Linked DNA regions of Mus musculus: all the other regions are linked to region 3. A link is a contact called in public Hi-C and promoter capture Hi-C data. All regions are on one chromosome and are shown on one strand. Each heading gives the region's core, a stretch centred on a gene start, on an enhancer-like site or on the middle of the called end of the contact. The rest is flanking DNA. Distances are from core to core; before and after follow the strand shown.

Region 1 (2,739 bases), core at 35-2,534, 3.8 Mb before region 3:
AACTGGCTTCTGACCTTGGGAACTTTATATTAAAATGGCACGGAATATCCAGTGTCTCTCGTGTCTCTCAGCTAAAGTGAACGCTCTCATACCCAAGATCTCCTTGGCAGGGTCTTGGGAACTTGACTCACCTTGTCATCACCAGGTCATTACCACGCCCCTCTCACCCCGATCCGACCCCGCCAAGCACGAGACGCCCGGTTATTTACACACACATAGACCCAGAGAACTCCTACCTCGCCGCCGTGCCCATCAAAGATTCCGAAGATGGACGGGTGCGTCTTGTTGGCTAGATCGGTGAGAACTTCGAAGCGATCTTCCATGTGGTCTCTCCGGCCCTGGATGGAGTACACCGCCACATTATGGCTCTTGAATTCCCAGGTCTTGGAAAACTCGGCCTCCAGCACATCAAGTCCTCCAAGACGATCGTTCTGCATAATCTCGGCCACCTTGCCCTTCACCATCTTCACCGCGTCCCGGCTAGACTTAACGATGGTCTTCACTTCGTCCGTGTGGAAGAAGTAACTCCAGAGAGCCAAGCTGATGCACAGCAGGAAAAGCGTCTCGGGTCTCAGTAAGAAGTAGCGCATGATGCGACCCAGCAGAGACAGCAAAGTCATTGTATCCTCTATCATTTATTATCCCTAGAGCCCGGACCAGCAGCAGCGACGCGTGCCCCGCAACTCGCGGGGTCCGAGTACTGCGGGCACTGCCCGCGGGGACCAAGGCGGAGAGGCAGCCCGGGCCGACAGGGTGAACGAACCCACGGCCGCTCGGAACAGTCGTCCAGAACGATGGCAGTTTCCCTTTTGTCTGGGCAGCCCGAAGGCCCGTGCCTGCCGCCTGCGCCGCCTTCCCTCCCCGCGCTCTTTGTGAGACCGCAGCGACGGCGGCGGCGGCGGCCGCCGCGGGTGCCCCGGGTGGGCGACAGGAATCAAGTTAAAGTTGCGCCGAGCCGGTCCGCAACGGTGAAGAGGATTTCGGGGTGCCGATGCCCGCGCGGTCCCTTTAGGGGTCCCCCCTCGCGGTTCCCGGGAGCGATCGGCAGGTGAGGAAGCGCAGGGCGCAAGAGCCCGGCGGCGAGGGTTGCACGTTCCCTCGATCGCCGCTGCAGGCGAGCTTGGGGGACGAGACAGCGGAGCGTTGCGATTTCGTCACACATCCAGGGGGGGTCCCCGAAACAATAAAAGTTTTGCCGGTGCCTGGGCAAAGGCAGGGGGACACCGAGCTGGGAAACGCAGCACGATGGGTGCGGAGCCGCCGGCAGGCTCTGCCTGCCTCTCCCCAGCACCTCTCAGCTCGGCTCGGCTCGGCTCGGCTCGACTCCGCTCGGCTGCTCCCGGCTCCGCTCGCGCTCGCCCCTCCCCTCCCCGCACACGCTCGCCCCGCCCCGCCCCGCCCCGGGAGTGGCGCTTCCAGATGCGTAACACTGTCACCCGGCTGGGGGCCCGAAGGAGCTCGCCGGGGCGGACGCACGTGGGCAGCAGGCGGGTCGGGGGAGAGCCGCGGGGGGTGAGCGGCAAATCCAGCCGCCCAGCTCTAGCCGATTGTCGATTCTGCCTTGGAGGCCGGCTCCCAGGGACAATGTGATAGTGACGTGAGGTCACTGAACGTCGGTTTCTTGGGCGGCACGGCTGCTCGCTGGGGAGCCGGGAGCTGTACCTGAGCCCTCCCCCCCTCCGGCACGCTACACAATGGTACGGTCCACGCCAGACTTTTCGTAGGGCTAGCGAGATGGGACACATTTCTCCTGTCTCAAAAATCGAAAGTGAGTGATTACTTTGGCCACCCGAGGCAGCTGCCACAGAGACCCGCCGGGATCTCCCAAGAGGCAGGACTTGGACTCGGACCGCAAGAGCTATGTCTCTCTGAAGGCAGAACCGGGGATCTCAGAACCGGAGGCTTGACGTGTAATGGCAAACGCCGGAGGACCAGGAAGGGCCGGCCTCTGAAGACTGGGACTGTGCTGGTGGCCACTCATCCATAAGGAACATGCTTGGAGTGTCCCTCAGCGAGCTACTCTGCCTATGGTTCAAGTTAGAAATCCTCTGGAGCCTTGAAAGTGACAACCACCTTCAGTCCTTGCCGAAGATGAGGGCAGGAGTTTGAGTAGGCAAAGGTGGACCTCAGCAGGATAACTTGAAGTTGGGGCAAGGACTGGTCGCCTAGAATATGAAGCAAGTAATCTTTAAAAGGAACTTCTCTTTCTCTCTACCTCTGTCCACGAAGGACGGTGCTGACCCACCGGACTGACGGTCAGGCATCCTGATAGTCTCCCAGCCAGTGTTCCCCCAAACACTTCTGCCTTCTTTTGATCCCAGTTCCGTCTTAAGATATAAAATATAATTACTGCAATAAAATATAACAAAATGTTCACAGTTGGCAACTAAAGTAACTTTAAACAATTTACATTTTGTCCAGATTTTTGTCTATTCTCCGTAACTGCTAAAGTTTCTACAAAAACCTGGACTTCCCTAACAACAACAACAGAAGAAACATGCTTAAGTATTTAAATAATATGACCCCAACAATATAAACATAAGTAGGAATGATGGGAAAGGAATATAAGCAACTGTTAAGAGTATATTTTTGAAAACTAGGATATGTCTTTAATTATGATTATGGCCATAGTTTTCGATATTGTCCACCTGATCGAGAAAATATGAAAATGGGTCATTTCATTCAACATTCAAGAGGTTCCAAAATCAGATAATAAAAGAAAACTCCTCTAAGAACTGT
Region 2 (2,878 bases), core at 30-2,529, 4.2 Mb before region 3:
TGAGCATCTACAATGCGTAGATGCGAACAGGCCCCCTTTACAGGGACCCACAATGAACAGTAAAGGAAAATGTACGTATTCCATGAAAACAGAAAGGAGATTATTAAGGAAAGGAAAGGGACCTGTGAGGGGGTAGGAGGGTTAAGGAAGATCAATGGTAGGGTAAATATGAACGCTGTACAATGTTAAATATGCGGACCCTCCTATATACATGAAAATATAATGAAACCCTGTATTTTATGTTACAAAGTAATTTTTAAAAGGAGAAATAGACAAAAATACAGGACAAGAAGAGCACCTATGCCTACCGATGCTCTAAGCTACAGGAGTATAACTCTATAGTGTACTGGAGGCAGAAAAATTTTGTGAAGCAGGCCTGACATAATCGCAGCACTTGGGAGGCTAAGGCTGAAGGGACAAGGCTCTCAAGGTCAGCCGTGGCTACAGAGTGAATTCCAGGGCCAATCTAACAGGACTGGCTCCATCGAAAGTAAGATTTCAACGAAACAGCAGAAAAAGTCTGTGAACCTCCGCCACCGTGGCCCACGGCTGCCCAAAGAAAACTAAGATAATCTTCCAGTGGTGGCCACTAGCTGCACGTGAGCACCGCATACCATGTGGCTAGCACGACAGAGGAGCCGGGTGACAACCGTACACGTCCACTCGTGCCCCTCTAGGAGGACGTCTTCTCAAAGCACTCATTTTTTTCTACACCGGACTTAAAATGGGGTAGACTTCCTATGCGATCAAGACCCAACCGTTTTCTCCCACCGAGAAAAGGACCTCTCCTGCTAGCGTTAACCGTTTTCTCGGTATTTTACGATCTGCAGACGCCAAGGGATCGATCAGGGCGGGCTCGCAACTCACATGTGTCCCGGGCTGTGCTCAATGGACTCTGCCATGTACTCCATGGTTCGCGCGCGACCTATCAAGGGGAGGGAAGGACCGGTGAGACTTGGATCCATCAGGTCGAGTCTCCTGAGTTCGGGGACAGCCATGCGTGCGGCACACAAGCCCGGGGGTCGCGAGCCGCCGCCCAGCACGGCCCTTCCGCCCTCCTCCGCGCCGCGGCTCCGCATGCGGCCGGCCTCGGCCCCACACCCACGCCCCGGCGCCCGTGCGGGCCGCTCGCAGCCCGGGTACAGGGCCCGGCTCGCTCCCTCGTCTGGCCGCTGTTGGCGCAGGAGCCGGGTCTCCCACCCAGAACCTACCAGCAGCTCCGTGACAGGGCGAAATACACCCACAGCGGGCAACCCGCCGGCCAGGACGCACTACCGGCTACCTCAGCCGCGCTACACACCTACGAAGATCTCGCGATAGGAGAACCGGAAATCCCGCGTGCTGAAGGGTGCGGGAGAAGGGGACGGGTGGGCGGGGTCAAAGAATACACGTGTAGCAAGGGGCGGGGCCTATGGAGTGAGTGGGTGGGGATACGGGAGACCGGGCGAGCTGAGCAGGCTCGGGACAGTGATTACAACAGTTTGGTGTCTGTGATAGGCTCACCGTTCCACCCGCCCCCGTATCTTTAAAATGCACTTCTCAGCTCCTGGGGAGAGGGCTCAGCAGTTAAAAGCAGTTGTTCTTACAAAGGACCTGGGTTCAATTCCCAGCACTCACAGGGTGGGCTCACTGACGTCTAGAGTTCCATTTGGAGAGGATCTGCCGCCCTCTTAACTCTGAGGCCACCAACCACAAACTTGGTGCATATATATTCATGCGGGCCAAACACTCAAATACATAAAATACATGGATCTTTCTAAAGAAACATGGCCACTGTAAATATCACCATGGACAACTTAAGAGTATCGAATCGCTGTTTACTAAACAGTTGATGCAAAAAGAAAAAGAAAAGAAAGAAAAACTGAAAACTCTCTATTATATTGCAAACACTGTACTTTTAATAGTAAGCAGAAAATATAAAATGTTTTTCATTAAAGAAAAGTATTATTCTTAAAGAAATCATCTGAAACATATTTTTCTCAGAAGTGGATCCACAAAATAGATGAAAACAGGTAAATCCGCAACTGTAACCGAAACTGATGTCAAAAGGAAGACCCTAGCATTTCTAAGGTCCGAAGAGGTGTCAGACGCCCCGGAGCTGGAGTTACAGGTGGTTTGAAACTGCCCAACACAGAGGCTGAGAACCAAGCTCTTCTGGTCCTGGGAGAGAGTAGCAGATGTTCTTAACTGCTGAGCCACCACCTTTCCAGCTCCACACAATCATCTGTGTTTTATAAGACATTTATAATGAACATGGAAATGTAACTACAGTATAAACTTTAGTTACTTGTTTTTTAAAGATATGCCTAATTTCTACTAAAACAGACAAGGGTGTTTATGTTCTCCACTTTTAATAGAGTGTTGGAAGTTTTTAGCTAGGGCTGTAAGACAAGGGAAATAATAAAGGGAATACAAATAAGAAAGGGAGAAACCAAAATATTCTTATTTGCAGATGCTATGATTCTATACATGAGAGTCCTAAGAACTCCAATAGAAGCCTTAGCGTTGGAGGCTGGGGAGATGGCTGAGTCAGTAAGGTGCTTGCCATGCAGGCTCGAGGATCTGAGTTGGATACCCAGCACCTGCATAAAGAGGGGAAAGTGGTCTGAAGAGATGGCTCAGTAGTCCATACTATTATTCTTGCAAAACACTAGAGTTCAGTACCCAGCATCCGTATTATCATCTTTGAATGGCTTATAACTTCAACTCCAGGGGGATGCCTCTATCTTCTGTGGGCTCCTGCACTCATATTAACCGTCGGCACTATTCAGGTAAATGAGGCAAAGAATTTTTCTTACTAAGCCTGCCTTTAGCCAAGTGGCATATCTAGAGGATCACACTATTCCAATTTAGGCTAATGACTCTAATTGGACTCCAG
Region 3 (2,869 bases), core at 292-2,791:
CAAAACTCAGAAAAACACAAGGCATGGAACAAAGTGCTAGTCTAAGTACAAAAGAGATTTATTTATTTTAAATAAATAAATATTTGAGTTCAGTATGAGCTGGCATTGTTAGAGAAAGCCTCACGAAGGAGGGATCTGACATGAGACATAAATAACTGGAAAGCAGCCAAGCCAGGCGTTATTATTCATCATTCGGTGCTCTTGCCTCAAGGCTCAGTTGGCACAGATTGTGGTATTCCCTCTCCGTATCTAACCCGCCTGTGCCTTCCCCTACGCACGCACACTATCCCCTCCTATCACACCAATCCAGGCAAAATACTAAAGCGATTTTATTTATACTTCTGCACACGCACATGCACGCACGCACGCACGCACACACACACTCGCACGCACACAACTTTTCCTCTTACTGCCCCTCCACCAAACTCGGAAACTCAACTAGGAAGCAGAGGAGTGGAGTGCGGAAGCCACCAGTTCCTCAATTAGTTTGCATAACAGAAAAATAAAAAGATTGGAAGGTCGTTTCCTCCGGTCGCCCGCAGCGGGCAACCCAATCGCGCCACCCTTCACCTCGTGACGCCCCGGTCGTCTGGCACCACGAGCTGGTCACACCTTCCATGGAAACCGCCGGCTCCAAACAGCCAAGGAGTGAGACGCCCGGGTCCGAGCGACGCCTCCTGCCGGCCGCGCTCCGCGCAGCCACGACCTCCCGCCGCGCCCGTTCCACCGGGCTCCGCACTTCGCCGAGAGGGTGAGCATCCCCGCCCTCACCTTGTCCTCAGGGACCCGGGCGCCCCCTCACTCCCGGCCCACCTTCCTCAGGACCCGACCTCCCCGCCTCCCCGAAGCCACTCAAGGCGAGTCCACAATGAATTCCCCCCCACCCCGGCCCTGCCTCCTTCCCGAGGACCGGCTGGCGAGTCCCGGAGCTTGCAGGGCCGAGCCGCAGCGGACACTCCGGGTGGCGGGGAAAAGGAAGGGGAACCGGTGCGGCACTCAAAGTTAACTCGAACACAGCCTGCAAACTTCTGGGCTGCAGCCCGGAACGCGCGCCGGCCGGAACGCTCCCGCAGCGCCGAGCCCTCCCGCAGGGGCTGCCCCGGCTGCAACCCCCCGAGAGGAGTCGCGGGCGGCCCCGCAAGCCCTGCGGCGCCAGTCCATCTATCCACCTGCCCAGCTCCCGGCGCTGAACCCGATCCCACCCCGCCACCGACGGACGCGAGCGCATTCAGCTCTCCCGGGCAGTCTAGGGATCCGCCGCTGTCCCGACGGGGACTCGGGGCGGCGAGGCTGGCGCCCGCCATCCCGCTGGGGGTCCCTCCGCCGCTCGCTGCCCACCCCCCAGCCCCTTTTACCTCAGGCAAGCCGCCCTTCGAACGCAGCCCAGGCGCGGCGTGGAGGGCCGCCTCTGCGCCAGCGGTCCGAGCCGAGGACGAGGGCCGGTGTCTAGGGGTCGTGGGCGGCCGACGCGGCGAGCGGCGCGCGGGCCATTCCGCGGACCTGAGCGCTGAAAGCCGCAACTGCTCTCGAGGCTCCAGCTCGCTCGCCTGTCAGCTCCAGCTCTGCTTTAAGTGGCTTCCGGTCTCCTCCCCCGGGCCGGCTCGTCTTCGGGGAGGGAGGAGCTTCGGGGCCGAGAGGGGGTGGGGTGGGGTGAGGGGGCCGGGCGATCAGTGAGTGCCGGGAAGCTGGGGCCCCGCCTCCCGTGCGCGTGCTCCGGACGGAGGGGCGCGCGGCGGCTCGGCGCTCCGGGGAGGAGGAGGAGGAGGGAGGGGAGTGTCCGCTCGCGAGCGGCCGAGGGTCCCCGAGGCTCTGACGGTTCGCGAGGCCGGGGAGGCTACCTCCCACCCCCCGTGAGCCTGCGAGGAGAGGAGGCGCGCGCCGCGTGGGGCGGACTCCACCTGCCTGCGGACAGATGCAGGGTCACCGTGTTCCGCGGACACCCGGGCACGCGATGTGAGAGAGGCTGTGAGACGGAACGGCCGGTTTCGGTGCGGTTGCCTTTGTTTATCTGCCTCCTTTCAAGACGCCTCCAGATCCCGAGGGGGAAGCGAGTGGCCGCCTCCGCCGCTGCCTCCAGACGGGGTCGCCGGCCCCGCGCCGTACGGGCGGGAAGGCTGAGCCCGCCCCGCCGCCTGTTCCCGGACAGCCTCCGCTAGGGGAAGCCAATGTTAGGGTTTTGACAATAGAGATGCCTATGCGCGTGTTTTGCAGCCCACGGATCACGTAGTGACTAATTCATTTAACAAGTCAGAGCGCCTCTTCCGCGCCGAGCGTGTACTAGGTTTAGAACTACGACCTTCATCACCCAGACCCCACGCCCTGCACTCATAGAGACTTAGGGAACCGAGAGTTAACCTCAAAAATATACATGAAACTGGCATCTGGATTGTAACTTCATGTATTCAATAGCTTTTTGTTGTTGTTGTTTTTTTAGTTGGAAATAAACATTAAATTTGTATAATCCGAATTTAAGAAAAAAAATTAAAAGATCGTACTTATTCAAAAAAAAAAAAAAGGGGATCCTGGAAAAACAGGCTAAGCAGAGGCTGTGGTTCCCAAGTTTTATGGCACTGCTAACCCAGATTAATGATCACCCAGCAGTGTTGTTTCAAATTGCATCAAGTAAAGGCCCTCAGACTAAAGTGGAAAGGTTGGGACAGAATTCAAAGACTAGTATATAAGCAAAATTAAACTATTTTTAAAAAACTATAATAAGATTGCAGTATTTCCAACGTTTTAAAACTGTCCCAACTTTACCTACTAACTTAATGATTACCAAAAATATTTGCAAAAACAATGTTTTAAGTAAATTTATGGTTTTATGTTGGGTTGCATCCAAACTTAATCCTGGGACACACACATGCAGCCC
Region 4 (2,950 bases), core at 116-2,615, 3.5 Mb before region 3:
GCTTGGTGCCCTTACGCCGCATGGTGGCTGCGGCAGAAGAGTCCCGAGTCAGGTCGGCCCGCAGCTCGCCGCTCAGGCCCCGCAGCAGCAGGACGGGCTCCGCCCAGGACCCACCCCGCCACCGCGTTCCCCAACGCCGCTAGCCAGTAGCGGGTCCCTAGGAAAGTGGCTACTAGGAACCCAGCAGTGGCAACCGGGCGGGACGGGTTTTCCCACGCCCCAGCTACGTGGGGAAACATAGCCGCGCCTGCCATCGCGCCCAGGACGGAGGAATTCGCTCAGGCCACCCCCGCCCCTGTGGAACCATCTCATAAGAGAAGGACGTCTGCTGACAAGTCTCCTCCCGTCGGGGCTGGGGAGTGAATGTGCTCGGAATCGGGGAGGGAGGGAGAGAGGTACAGAGTGGGAGAGAGAGAGAGAGACAAGTTCGTCCAGCTTCGGGGCTGCGTGGCTACTCTCCAGAGCAGCAGCGCCTGCCTGCCCGGGCGACTTGTCAACCCCCTCCCTTCTCCCCGCCATTTAGGTCCTGACGCCCGGACGGCCCTCGGAGAAGTCCAGGTCTCTTTTCCTCATCGCCCCAGCGGAGAGGATGGCCGAAGCCGGAGTCACCCGCCACACACTGCTGAACTGGACTCTGGCAGCGTCTGCTTGGGTTGGGTCACTTTCCGGGATAGTAGGGGGTCTAACCCTCCCGGGTCCGGGGCGGAGTCCCGATGGACGACAGTGTAAGCCATGCCAAGTGCCCAGGAGAGGCTCTGAGTGGGGCTGCAGTCCCCTTAGGAGACAGGACGGATCGGCCTGGGGGAGGGGACGCTCTGGCCGAGCCAGGCTCGCTGCCTCCCCCAGGAAGAGGCGCCGGAGCCGCCGCCCGGCCGCCGAGGGGGAGGGGTGACAGGCACGGGAGCTCGCCGAGCCGCCTCCGCCGCTCCAGCTCCAGGCCTTGGGGTTGCGGGCGCCCGCGGGGCAGGGAGGAGAAAGTGTGACAACCTGATCTAGAAGAGAAGGACTTCACCTGTCGGCGGGTCCACTCCGAGCCGGGCTGAAATGGTGGCACGGCCGACCCCCCGCCTCGCTCCTCCCGGTGTCTCGGCTCCGGGTCCTTCACTCGAAAATGGCGCCTAAAATCCAAACTCGAACGGAAATTCGTTACAAACGCGCGCAAGGGTTTCTGGGACCCGCGAATTTGAAAAAAAGTGCGGCGAGTCCCACCGCCATCTTCGGGCCGTTCGGGCGCATGCGCGGGCTCTACCCCAGGGACCGTGGCGCCGAGGGCCAAGTTACGACTGGGAAGGGAGAGCAAGCAGGGCTACGTCCTTTCTGTGGACTTTAACAGAAATGAGAGTTTCGCACTTCTAGAACGACAGCATTTGAAAAACTGGAGGAATTTGAAAAAGAAGGAAAAAAAACAAAACAAAACAAGCAGGGTCCCGCCTACAATTGTAGGCGGGTCCAAGTTGCCCAATAACACCTTCCAGGGAGAGGGCGGGCTCGGTTAGGGGCGGGGTCAAGAGCCCGCTCGGGTGACTGGCACCTAGCAAGTATCGCGGGAACATGGCAGGGGGAAACGCTCGCAGCGCTTAGAAATCACTATGGTGACGGAAAGGTCGGGAGGCTATTTGGTAACTAGTTCGAGCTCTGAGAGCAGTCGCCACCGCTTTCCTGGAACTTGAGGTAAATTTCTTCATCTCCAGAGCCTTTGAAGAAAGGGCTTGGAAGCGGTAGCGGTCATTAAGACCTAGCTTCTCTTGGTTAGATGGGATGAGCTTTGCGGGAGCATCAGTTATTTTCCATCTTCTTCCAGCCACCAGGGTGTTGATCTTGGGATGTGGAGTTTACAGGTAAAGCGAGGAAACCGGGATTATTGAGTTAACCTTGTAGTCCATTTATGAATAACAATGATTTTTGAACTATTTTGTGTAAGTGACACTACTGAAAGGTGTTGAGTTTAAATAACCATTTGGCCAGCAGGGCTCCTAGTGGGAGAAAGGATTCGCTGGTGATAACTAGTTACCGTTATGGGGGAATTAGTTCATAAGTAGCATTTGTCTTTGTTACACAGTGAAAGGAATAGCAAGGGTTGTTAAATGGATGCGGCAATTCCTAATCCCGAGCGGTTTAGTTTCCTTAATGGGCTTTTAACCTGAGTTTGAGGATAATGATGGTTGGGACAGAGTTTCTGACTCTCCGAAAATTGTATACCAAGTTTTGTGTGTTTTGGCATTGTTTTCCTGAATGTTTAGTGACCCTATAATTTTGAAAAACGGTCTGTATCACTCATCCTCCCCAATGTTAAAGAACCGCTGATTAATTTCGCTGCCCCCAGTAAGTATTTATACAGCAACTTTTAAATTGAGAGCTGTTAGCCTTTCTCTTTTTTTTTCCTCAACCTATTTAGGGTTTGGCATTTTAGAGCACCAATAAACCTTTTTTTTTTAAAAAAAAAGATTTATTTATTATTATAATCTAAGTATACTATAGCTGTCTTCAGGTGCACCAGAAAAGGGTGTCAGATCTCATTACAGATGGTTGTGAGCTACCATGTGGTTGCTGGGATTTGAACTCAGGACCTTCAGAGAAGAGCAGTCAGTGCTCTTAACCACTACTGAGCCATCTCTCCAGCCCACCAACCTTTAATGAATGAATTTACATTGTTCTAAAATATATTATGGCTTTGAGATGCCTAACACTTAGATTCAGTGATTCTCAGGAAGTGCTGGAGAGGACTACAAGTGTGGGAGTCTGGAGGAGTTTGGAGATTGGTGTGGTTTGAATAAACGTTTGCTAATATAATAATGTACCTTTATATTTCTAGTTGAAAATAAATTGTCTTCATAAAATAAATGTCACCATGAAGCTCAATGAATATTTTTTGGGGGGGGTATGGAGGACTAGTAGGAGTACCAAGAGGATAAAGGGATTCTTTTTAGGGGCTTCTGGAGTATTTTGTATT

What was found. Promoter capture Hi-C pulls out the DNA fragments that hold promoters and counts their contacts. Hi-C and Micro-C count contacts between places; a contact is called where the count stands out from the background.
Region 1: a contact with region 3 is called in a promoter capture Hi-C map of pre-B cells, with 4 times the contacts expected there. The contact joins the promoter of Ppm1l here to the promoter of Tiparp in region 3. A contact is called at or near these places in 1 of 39 promoter capture datasets (pre-B cells) and 1 of 484 Hi-C or Micro-C datasets (CD4 T cells).
Region 2: a contact with region 3 is called in a Hi-C map of CD8 T cells, with 8 times the contacts expected there. The contact joins the promoter of Nmd3 here to the promoter of Tiparp in region 3.
Region 4: a promoter capture Hi-C map of pre-B cells shows a contact between it and region 3. The contact joins the promoter of Smc4 here to the promoter of Tiparp in region 3. A contact is called at or near these places in 1 of 39 promoter capture datasets (pre-B cells) and 1 of 484 Hi-C or Micro-C datasets (embryonic stem cells).

The regions. Positions count from the first base shown.
Region 1 is chr3:69,315,463-69,318,201 of GRCm38.p6, reverse strand. It overlaps Ppm1l (protein phosphatase 1 (formerly 2C)-like), which reads right to left and starts at 1,284. Exons shown (of 4, transcript NM_178726.3): 1 at 237-1,284. The coding sequence starts at 635.
Region 2 is chr3:69,720,456-69,723,333 of GRCm38.p6, reverse strand. It overlaps Nmd3 (NMD3 ribosome export adaptor), which reads right to left and starts at 1,279. Exons shown (of 16, transcript NM_133787.2): 1 at 1,212-1,279; 2 at 868-925. The coding sequence starts at 911.
Region 3 is chr3:65,527,119-65,529,987 of GRCm38.p6, reverse strand. It overlaps Tiparp (TCDD-inducible poly(ADP-ribose) polymerase), which reads right to left and starts at 1,541. Exons shown (of 6, transcript NM_178892.5): 1 at 1,356-1,541. 4931440P22Rik (RIKEN cDNA 4931440P22 gene) reads left to right here and starts at 574. Exons shown (of 2, transcript NR_027955.1): 1 at 574-751; 2 at 823-2,505.
Region 4 is chr3:69,003,153-69,006,102 of GRCm38.p6, reverse strand. Smc4 (structural maintenance of chromosomes 4) reads right to left here and starts at 1,365. Exons shown (of 24, transcript NM_133786.4): 1 at 1,013-1,365; 2 at 1-27. The coding sequence starts at 22. It overlaps Ift80 (intraflagellar transport 80), which reads left to right and starts at 1,533. Exons shown (of 20, transcript NM_026641.2): 1 at 1,533-1,671.